2 separate regions of the Oryctolagus cuniculus genome follow, and region 2 is linked to region 1. The links are chromatin contacts, called in public Micro-C maps. All regions are on one chromosome and are shown on one strand. Each heading gives the region's core, a stretch centred on a gene start, on an enhancer-like site or on the middle of the called end of the contact. The rest is flanking DNA. Distances are from core to core; before and after follow the strand shown. Region 1 holds the start of REX1BD (required for excision 1-B domain containing). Region 2 holds the start of UPF1 (UPF1 RNA helicase and ATPase).

Region 1 (5,095 bases), core at 1,205-3,704:
AGCACCTGTGGCCCCGCGGATGCCCCAGAGCCTGGCCCGGATGGGGGGTCGGGGAGGAGGGCCCAGAGAGGCGCCGCTGACGGTGGCCAGGACCTGAGTGCTGACCCAGCCCCCCTCTGCCTGCAGGTCCTGCCACATAAGCTGTAGGTGCAGGGGCCACCCAGCCCGGGGCCCCCCTGCACCCTCCTCCCTCGGCAGGAGCTCTGGCGGCCACGCCTGCCCATGCGAGGCCACCCTTGGGTGCACCCCGGTGTGTGGGTGGCTTCGGCGGTCCTGAACCCATGCAGCGGCTGGGGGTGAAGCTACTCAGGGCCCCTTTCGAGAGTCTGTTTAAATAAATGAGCTGTTTGGGTGCCCTGACTGTGAGGGTGAGTTGTGGGGGCACAGCGTGGGGCTGGGGGGTGGGGGATGAGACCCTTTGGAAACGGACTCCCCGCCCTCCCAGTTCAGCCGCCTCGGGGACCATCAAATGGCCAGTTACTGGGAGTGGTGGTTGGGGGGGTTCCCAGCAGCCCCTCGCCCACACACCCCAGGACACGGACATGGTGCGCCGGCCACGAAGTCCTTTATTAAGGGGAGTGCGTGCAGCCCTGGTGGGGGCGGGGGCCAGCAGCCCAGCGGGGCAGGACCCGGCCAGCTGGCGGGGTCAGGGCCGGGCAGGGCGCCACCGGCCCCCTTTCCCGGCTCCCTCGGCGCGCCCCTGGGGAGCCACCATCACTCGGCGGAGTCGGCCTCAAACTTGAGGTCTTGGAGGACCTCGCTGATCGCCTCCATGGTTTTAATTACCCTACAAGAGCGGATGGGAGCTATAAATACAACCCAGATGGGGCGAATTAGCCGCCACGGCGCAGCCCGCGCCAAGCCTCCAGGCTGCCCTTGGCGCGCGCGCTTCGGAGGGTGCCTGCAAGGCGAGGGGCGGGGGCCCAGGGACAAGGGGGGGGGGACCAAGCCTCGTGCCCTTGAGGGGTTCGGAGCGTGCCTGGCGCCCAGAGAGAGGCAAACGGCAGGCGCGTGCTCGACAGGGGAGCGGGGATCGCCGCGTCCGGGCCGTGCGCGCACCCTGAGCAGCGTGCGGCCGAGGTGTCCCCGTTGCGCGCGCCTGGGGCTGCCCGGCGGAGCAAGGCCGGAGGGTAGCCCGCGGCCGGGCGGGGTGGGGGTGGGGCAGCGCCCTGGGGCAGACGCCTCGCGGGTGCGCGCCGCGCGCTCATGCACTCACTTCATCTTCAGCCGTTGCGTCTGTCCCGCGTCCTCCTGCCCCGCCAGCTCCGGCGACCCCGCCAGCTGCAGCAAGGCCACCTGGGGGGGGGGGCGAGGAAGTGGGGGACCTTGAGACACCCAGAGAGGAAGGGGTGGGCGCTGTGCGGGAGGAGTCTCGGGGCAAGGCAGGGGTGGGCGTGGCTCTACAAGGACGTTCCGGCTCGGGATGGGCGGTGGGCGTGGGGCAGGCGGGGCCTCTCGGGCCCGGAGGCGGGGTTAGAACCCCAGCGAAGGCTCGGCTTGCGGGACCGGGAGGGTCCCGCTAGGGAGGGTGTGGCCTGGGAATGTCGGGGGAGGGGCGACGTGGGCGTGGCCTCAGAACCCCAAGCACGTGGGAGGTGGGACCTAGGGTCCCCTCTCCCGCGGGCTTGAGAGGCCAGAAAGTGAGACAGCCGGGGGTGGGGGCCAGGAGGGGCCGGGGCCAGGAGGGGCCCCGCGGGGGGCGCGCCCTGCGCGGCAGGGCCGTGGCCTCACCGTGGTCAGACGCGTCTGCTCCAGCTGCTGCAGGCTGCGCACGTGGCCGGCGAGCCGCGGCTGCGCGCGGGGCCCGGCCAGCTCGGCCTCCAGCGCCAGCACCTCCCGCGAGGCGGCGGCGAAGGCCTGCGTGACCTCGTGCACCGCGCTCCGGTAGCTCGCGAAGTCGTAGTCGGGGCCGCTGCGCACGTACTGGCGGTGGGCTCTGCGGCGGACGGGGGTCCTGAGGCCGCGCCCCCCTCCGAGGCGCCTCGCTCCGCCCTCGGGGCCCACGCCCGTACTCACTCCAGGCGGCGGTGGGGGTCCTGAGACCGCGCCCCTGCTCCCCGCCCCCAAGGCACCCGGGGACCGGGGCGCCCCCTCCGCCCTCGGGGCCCGCGCCCGCACTCACTCGTCCAAGCGGCGAAAGGCCTGCGCGCGCTCGGCCTGCAGCTGGTGCACGCGCTGTACCAGCGTCCAGATCGGCGCGTCTTTCTGCGGGGCGGGGGCACGGCTGCGGCTTGAGCCGGCGCCCCTGGCCCTGCGCCGCCCGCCCCCCGGCCCCCGGCCGCGTCCTGGCTCACCCACGGCCACGCCGGCTCCTCGCGCTCCGCGGCTCCTGGGACCGCCGCGGCCCCGTCGGGCACCATGGCTGTGCACGCGCGCCGCGCCCCGGAGCAGGCCGCTGCGCCTCGCAGGGCGCCCCCTGCCGGCCCGGAGGTCTGCGGACACCGAGCCGCGGCGGGCGGGCCTGGAGGGGCGGAGGCAGCCCGGGCTCGCTCAGAACCCCGCCCCCCCAGCTCGCGGCAGGTGTCCGGCCCCTATCAACACCGACTCCGGTCTCGCGTGCTGCCCACAAAGACGACCCGTTCCCGACGCAAAGCACAGGTGCGCGGGCAGGCACTAGGCGGCCCGTCACAGGGGCTTGTGTGCAAAGGCCCTGAGGCGGGCACACGGGCCTCGGGGCATCGTGACACACGGGGCGCTGGGGAGGTGGCCTGGCACGGCGCCCCGAGGTGCTGGGCGGGAGGACCAGGCTCCCGTCAGCGTTGCCCGGCAACAGAGCCCCAGAGCAAGTGTTCCTTTCTTGAGAGCCGAAGTGTGGGGGTGGGCAAAAAGGGGGCTCCCTCCGCTGGTCCAGGAGCCGGACTGGGCCCCAAGCTGGGAACTCCGTGCAGCCCCTGTACAGGCAGGGCCCGCGCACCTGCTGCCTCCTGGCCGCCTTAGCAGGGAAGCGGCTCAGCAGCGCCCCCCCCCCCCGACGGCCAAGGTCAGGCCTGCAGGGACCCCGTCCCCGCGAGCGGCGGCCACCCCCCCCCCAACAGACCAGCCAGGAGACACCGGTTATGCTCCAGTAACCGAGGGGAAGATTTATTGGGGGGCGGGGCGCACGGAGACCACGCCCCCGGGCGGGCGCGGCCTTATTTGACCTTCTTCTTGGGGCGCAGGTTGTTGGTGTGCCCGCACTTCTTCTTGCGGCAGTTGACGGCGCGGGGGTGCAGGCGGGCGTAGCACCTGCGCGGGCAGGGCGGGCGGCGGTGAGGGCGGGGGCACCGCTCCGCTCCCCGCCGGGGACCCCCTCTCCCTCCCCTCCCCTCCCCGCCGCCCCCCGCGCACGCGCACTTGCGGCAGATCATCTTGTCGCAGTTGTACTTCTGCGCCAGCTGGCGGAGCGAGGGCTCGATGATGCCGCCGCGCAGGCGCAGCACCAGGTGCAGGGTGGACTCTGCGGGGCGGGCGGCAGCTCAGGGGCCGGGGTCTCTCCCGCGCCGCACACCCCCCATCCCCCCGGACCCTGGGCCCCCACCCCCCGCCCGCACCTTTCTGGATGTTGTAGTCCGACAGGGTGCGGCCGTCCTCCAGCTGTTTGCCCGCGAAAATCAGACGCTGCTGGTCAGGCGGGATGCCTGCAAGGGGGCGAGCGGGGGCCTCAGCTCCTCCCGGGGCGGCGGGGGTCCCACAGTACAGCCCCCCGAAAAGGGAAACTGAACCCGGTCCAGACCCAGCCTCATCCCAGCCAGGGGAACTGGGGCCCGAGACCCAGCCTCGCATGCGCAAAGGGTCCGGGGACCCCAGCCCAACCCCATCACACCTACGGGTACCCCAACCCACACGGGGACCCCCAACCCCAGCCTTCATCCCACACACAGGACCCAGGGGGCTCCCAGGCCCGGCCCCATCACATGTATCCGGGGGATACCCCAGCCCAGCCCCCATCACACACACGGGACCCAGGGAGCCCCATCGTGTGTACCCGGGGACCAGGACCCCCCAGCCCGGCCCCACTCACCCTCCTTGTCTTGGATCTTGGCTTTGACATTCTCGATGGTGTCGCTGGGCTCGACCTCGAGGGTGATGGTCTTGCCCGTCAGGGTCTTCACAAAGATCTGCATCGCGGCGCCCGCGGAGCTGGTGGGGCGCACGGCGGTGAGCGCGTCCCCCTCCCCACGCCACGCACCCCGCCCCGCACACGCCTGGACTCGGCCCCGGCCGCCCCGCTCAGCCCCGCCGGCTCCCGAGACCCCTCCTCTCGCCCTCACTGCATTCCCGGGCAGCAATGGCTGCCGCCGACACGTGCCGGGGGCCCGTCTACACCCGCAGTCTCATCAGACAGGGTTAACCCGGGCGCCGCCACCAAGGGCAGCCGGCCCGCAGAACGCGGTCCCCTTGAAGGAGCCGGAGCCGGCGCCGGCCGCCCCCTCTGCCCCCGCCGCGGACGCGCCCGCCCCGGGCCTCGCTCCAGGCCCCGGGCCTCGCGGGCCGGCCCGTCCGCACGGCTGCCGCTGCCCTCGGCGGCGCCCCCCGAGCTCGGAGCCCCGGCCGCACACCCCCGGCTCCGCCATCCCGCCTTCCCCGCCGCGCCCCACGCGACCCCGCGCGGCCTCCGCCACCGACCCGCTCGACCGCCTCGTCGAAGAGAAAGAGGGCGGCGGAACCGGAAACCGGAGATGGGCCGCCGAGAGCGCCTGCGCGCTGGCGCCTGCGTCACAATCCCCTCGGGCCCCGCCCCGGCGCCATGTTCAGTGCTGGCGATCGAAGCCACGGCGCGTGTGGGCAACTCCCTTCCGAGTGTGCGCTCTCCGCCCCCGCCCGGCGGCCGGGGTGCCGGGTCAGGTGCGCGGACCGACGCACCTGGCCAGGTGTTGGGGCCTCCGGCCTCCGGGGACACTGCTTGAGCAGAGGGTCTGGGGGCGGGGGCAGGCAGGAGGCCCAGGGCCCGGAGGTAGGCAGGGACCCCTGGGCTTGGTTGGTAGAGCCCTCTCCCTTGGTTGGTGCGCACGGGCGGACCAGGTAGGGCAGGTGAACCGGTGCCTCCGCCTCCATAAAGGTTGGTGGGCGGCGGCCAGGCAGGGTCTGGACCGTGGACGGAGGCTCGGGGGTAGTC
Region 2 (5,095 bases), core at 1,926-4,425, 130 kb before region 1:
CAGCCGAGCAGGCGGCCAGGGCGAGGGACCCAGCGCCCCTGCCACTGCCCTGGCGCCGATGGGGGGGGGGTCAGAGACTCAGCAGCCAACAGAAGCGCCCATCACGCCCGCGGACACCCGGCAGGGCCGGGGACTCCACAGACACAAACACCAGCTCGCGTGTTCCCTGACCACTGGGCCTCGCGGTGAGGTCGCCCCCTGGGCAAACCTGGCACGGCCGGGCTCCTCCCCGTCCCAGCGGCCGCCGCGCTGCGGCCACGCCCTCGACACTTACGCAGGACGCCCGACGGCGCGGCCGCTGGCACGCAAGTCCAGACAGGCACGCCCAGAGCCGGGAGGACGCCCCGCGGCTGGCGCACGGTCAGGTGCCCCTCACCTGAAACTAACAGGCGCCCCAGAACCTGGGTCTCCTGGGCCCGACAGGAGCCACAGTGCAAAGCTCCGCCCCAGGAGACTGTCTGTCCCACAGTTGTTGCAGAGCCTTCAGGCTGGGCCCGCACTGGGCCTGCAGTGCCCGCATCCCCTATGGGCGCCAGTTCGAGTCCCGGCTGCTCCTGTTCCGATCCAGCTCCCTGCTGCTGCACCTGGGAGGCAGCGGAGGATGGGCCAAGTGCTGGGGCGCCTGCACCCACGTGGGAGACCCGGAAGCTCCCGGCTCCCGGCTCTAGATCAGCGCAGCTCCAGCCACTGCGGCCATCCGGGGAGCGAACCGCAGCTGGAAGACTTCTCTCTCTCAGCTTCTCCGTGTAAAGCTGCCTTTCTAATAAATAAATGAGTCTTAAAGAACAGAGAAGCCATCAGGCTGTGTGTACGGGAACACAGACGAGTCTCCCACTCGGTCTTGGGCTGCAGCCCCCGGTACTCACCCCGCGCCTACAACCACCCCCTCCAACCACCCAGGAGCCAGCGCACCCTGGTCCCAAGGTGACGCTCAACCTCAACAACCCAGAGACAGGCCGGGAGGCTGGAACCCTTCTCCAGGTCCCCGGCGCACGCGGACGGCACCGCCAACTCCCAGGGACAAGTAGGACCTTCCCGGGCGGGCACACCCGCGGGGGGCCGGGCCCGGCGCTGGCGCTGCCACTCCCGGGGGCGCTCCCTGCAGGTGACAGCGCCAGTGCTCGGCCGCTGCACCTGCGCGGAGACTAGAGGGGGCCCGGCCCTGGCTGCTGCAGCCGTCTGGGGAGTGGAGAGTGGACACGCGACCACAGCAGACAGCAGGGGCCCGCACCCCCGAGACCCAGCCTGGGGTCCCAGCTCCGGGCTTCGGCCTGGCCCGGACCTTCCTCTCGCGGGCACTGGGGAGCGAACCAGCCGTTGAAAGAGCCCTCCCTTTCCGCCTTTCAAATAAATGAAAACCAACTTATAAAAAAAAGAAAAATGCCCCCCACGTCCCAGGGCCCCAGGCCTCGGCCGCCGCCTTCTCGCTCCCCGAGGATCGACACTCCCCCGCTGCGTGGGTGTCACCCGCGCTCCCCCCACGCGGCCCGAGGGCCAGGTCCTCATCCCGAGCCAGCCGGCGCCCAGACCCTGCCCCTCCCCTGCCCACAAAGCCACCCAGAGCGGCTCCGTGACAGTCACCTCCGTCCCCAGCCGCCAGATGCACCCCCACCCCGCTCGCACGCGGGCCCAGGGCTCCCGCCCCCACCCCATCTCACGGCGGCGGGAGGGCCCACCGCCACCCGTCCCTTCCCGCAGACGCGCACCTCTCCCGGCCTCCCTCCCACCAAGGTAAACAAGACTGGGGGTGGGGGGGGGACCTGTCCTGGCGCACCTGCGCGCCCCGCCCCCTGCCGCATTCTATTTCAAGGAAGTCGGGGTTCGCATGAGTCAAACGTCTGCTGCTTCTGGCCGCGAAGAAAAGAAAGCCCAAGTGGGTGACGAGCCCACGCCGCTGACTCAGCCACGTAGCCCACAAGCCCCCCGCCCACGAGGGGGCCGGGGCTCCCCGGGGCGGGACGGTGGGGGAGGGGGCGCCAGAGCCCCAGGCTGTGCCCGGCAGCACCTGCGCGCCAGGCGAGCCTCCCAGGATTCCGGAAAACTCGCCGGGGGTCGGGGTCGGGGTCGGGGTCCGGGGGGCCGCCGTCGGAGACCCAGAGGACGGACGTGGTGGCGACTCCGCAGGACCCCCCAGCCAGCACCTGCGCCCCCCGCGCCCCAGGCTCAAGCCCAGGCCAAGCACGCGCGGGCTACGTCCCCCAACGGGAAGCGCCCGAGCGAGCGGCCCCTTCCCCGGAGAAGCCGGCTCCGCGCTCCGGGCCGGACCCAACTCAGCCCCAACTTCGCCGGGCGGGCAGGGCCGCCGGCTTACGTAACAGGTTGGTTTCGCCAACAGGCGGCAGCGCGGGCAGGAAACACCAGCGACCCGCCCCCTGAACCACCGCCGCGGCCCCTCCACTCGCGCGCCCCGAAATCCCAACTTTGCCACGCGCGGCCGGGCGCGCGCCACTGCGCGGGCGCCGAGACCCCCCGGGCGCGGGCGGGGGGCCCCGAGCCGGCCCGAGCAGTCGCCCACCCCCCCCCAACCGCAGGTCCGGGCCACCCGGAAGCGAACGGAGGGCCCCCCGGCCGCCTGGCCCCAGCAGCACCCACACCCAGCCGCCCCGCCGGGAGCCCCCGCGGGATCGCCGCGACCCCCGGCCAGGTGTGGGGGGGTCCGGGCCCGGGCTTCCGGCGCCGCCATGTGCCGCTCGCTCACCTGCGCGTCCAGCTGTCCGGCCGCAGCGCCCGCGCCCGCGCCGCCCGGGCCCCCCGCGCCGCCGGGGCCGCCGGGGCCGCCGGGGGGCGTCTGGGTCTGGCTGGGGAGGGTGAAGTCGGTGAACTCGAACTCGGAGCCCTGTGTGTCGGCGCCGAGCAGCTCGGCCTCCTCCGTGTCCAGGAAGGTGAGCGTCTGCGAGCTGGGCCCGTACGCCTCCACGCTCATGGCGCCGCCGGCTCCGCGCCTACTCGAGCTCGCTGCCGCGCCGAGGCCTAGGCCGCAGGCCTCGGGCCGCCTCGCCGCCGCCGCCGCGTGCCCGGCCCGGCCGCGCCGCCCGCCCCGCAGCGAGCCTGGCCGCCGCCCGTGAGCGCGAAGCCGCCGCCGCCGCCGCCGCCGAGCGCCCCTCGGAGCCGCCGCTGCCGCCCCTCGGAGCCGCCCGCCACTCGCAGCCCCCGGCAGGAACCGCCGCCGCCGCCGCTGCCGCCGTGCGCGTGCGCGAGCCCGACGCCGGCGCAGGTGCGCGTGCGCGAGGCCGACGCCGGCGCAGGCGCGCGCGCTCCTCGCGGTCTCCCGCCAGGCCCGCCCACAGACGCCCCGAGCCGAGCGGGCCGGCGGGACGCCTGGTGCGCACGCGCGGAGGGGCGGGGCTTCCAACGGCCGCCGCGGCGGGCGCTCCGGCCTCGGCCCCGCCCCAACCGCTGCTCGGAGTCTCCGGGCCGCGGGGCTGTGCGGGCGTGGGAGGGCCCGCGGAGCTGTGCGGGCGTGGGGGGGCGCTTGGCTTTGTGCAGCACGGTGGTTCCAGCACGGACAAGATTGCTGTATACAGCTGGTGCTCACTAAGGTTGCCAGGGAGTCTTGGGGGTGGCTGCTGCTGGATATAGTGGTTAAGATGCTGCCTTGGAGCCGGCGCTGTGGCGTGGCAGGTGAAGCCGCCGCCTGCAGTGCCGGCATCCCAGATAGTCGCGGGTTCGAGTCCCGGCTGCCCCACTTCCGATCCAGCTCTCTGCTATTGCCTGGGTTCGAGTCCCCGCTGCACTCCCGACCCCAGCCCCCTGCGCGTCCACACCCCGGAAGGCAGCAGGTGACAAGAACCTGGGCCGCTGCCACCGCCACGTGGGGGACCCGGCTGAGCCCTGGCGCCCCCGGTCTCAACACGGTGCCTGGAGAGTTTCCAAATTCACATACAGGGACCTCGGGCTGGGACGCTCAGTGTGGCCCCACGGAAAGACCCGACTGGAGGCGGAAGCCCGCGAGCCAGCAGTGAGCGCAGCCCTGGGAGCGCCCCGCTGATCCGGGAGAGTTGATCAGCCGGGCGGGCGGGTACACCTGTGACAGTGTGCAGAGCGCACCCCTGCCCTGTTTGACACACCAGAAGCTAAGGAGGAGCTGATCAAAAAAGACCTAAGGTGCACAGAAAGCAGAAACGTGGCAAGGGGCCGGCGCGGTGGCATGGCGGGTAAAGCTGCCGGCAACGCCAACTTCCATAAGGATACCGGTTCGAGCCCCAGCTGCACCGCTTCCCATCCAGCTCTCTGCAGTGGCCTGGGAAAGCAGTGGGGGGTGGGCCAGGTGCTTGGACCCCTGCACCCGCGTGGGAGACCCGGATGGGGCTCCTGGCTCCTGGCTTCAGATCGGCGCAGCTCCGGCTGTTGTGGCCAATTGGGGAGTGAACCAGTGGATGGGAGATCTCTCTCTCTCTCTCTCTCTCTTTCAAATAAATGAGTCAATTTTTGCTTTAATATTTATTTATTTGACAGAGTTACAGAAAAGGTAGAGAGAAATAGAGAGAGAACCATCCGCTGGTTCACTCCCCAATTGGCCGCAACAGCCGGCGCTGCGCTGATCCGAAGCCAGGAGCCAGGAGCTTCCTCCTGGACTCCCATGGGGGTGCAGGGGCCCAAGCACTTGGGTCATCTTCCACTGCCTTCGCAGGCCATAGCAGAGAGCTGGATTGGAAGTGGAGCAGCCGGGACTAGAACTGTAGCCCATATGGGATGCCGGCACTGCAGGTTAGGGCATTAACCCGCTGTGCCACAGCACCGGCCCCCAATAAGTCAATCCTATAAAAAGAAAAAAGGCCGGCACTGTGGCTCACTTGGTTAATCCTTGCCTGAGGCGCTGGCATCCCATATGGGTGCCGGGTTCTGTCCTGGTTGCCCCTCTTCCAGGCCAGCTCTCTGCTGTGGCCCGGGAGTGCAGTGGAGGATGGCCCAAGTGCTTGGGCCCTGCACCCCATGGGAGACCAGGAGAAGCACCTGGCTCCTGCCATCGGATCGGCGCAGCACTGGCCATAGCGGCCATTGGGGGGTGAACCAACGGAAGGAAGACCTTTCTGTCTCTCTCTCTCACTGTCTAACTCTGCCTGTCAAATAAATAAATAATAAAATTTAAAAAAGA

What was found. Hi-C and Micro-C count contacts between places; a contact is called where the count stands out from the background.
Region 2: a contact with region 1 is called in a Micro-C map of ear pinna, with 4 times the contacts expected there. The contact joins the promoter of UPF1 here to the promoter of REX1BD in region 1. A contact is called at or near these places in 2 of 6 Hi-C or Micro-C datasets (ear pinna and an unstated tissue).

What each region holds. Positions count from the first base shown.
Region 1 is chr16:65,712,303-65,717,397 of mOryCun1.1, reverse strand. It overlaps REX1BD (required for excision 1-B domain containing), which reads right to left and starts at 2,454. Exons shown (of 5, transcript XM_051841599.1): 1 at 2,295-2,454; 2 at 2,123-2,205; 3 at 1,732-1,936; 4 at 1,217-1,296; 5 at 549-787. The coding sequence starts at 2,360. The coding sequence ends at 715. It overlaps UBA52 (ubiquitin A-52 residue ribosomal protein fusion product 1), which reads right to left and starts at 4,736. Exons shown (of 5, transcript XM_051841600.2): 1 at 4,606-4,736; 2 at 4,001-4,119; 3 at 3,531-3,617; 4 at 3,334-3,436; 5 at 3,055-3,225. The coding sequence starts at 4,103. The coding sequence ends at 3,132. It overlaps CRLF1 (cytokine receptor like factor 1), which reads left to right. Exons shown (of 9, transcript XM_051841593.2): 9 at 127-360. The coding sequence ends at 140.
Region 2 is chr16:65,846,318-65,851,412 of mOryCun1.1, reverse strand. UPF1 (UPF1 RNA helicase and ATPase) reads right to left here and starts at 3,175. Exons shown (of 24, transcript XM_070059018.1): 1 at 2,699-3,175. The coding sequence starts at 2,923.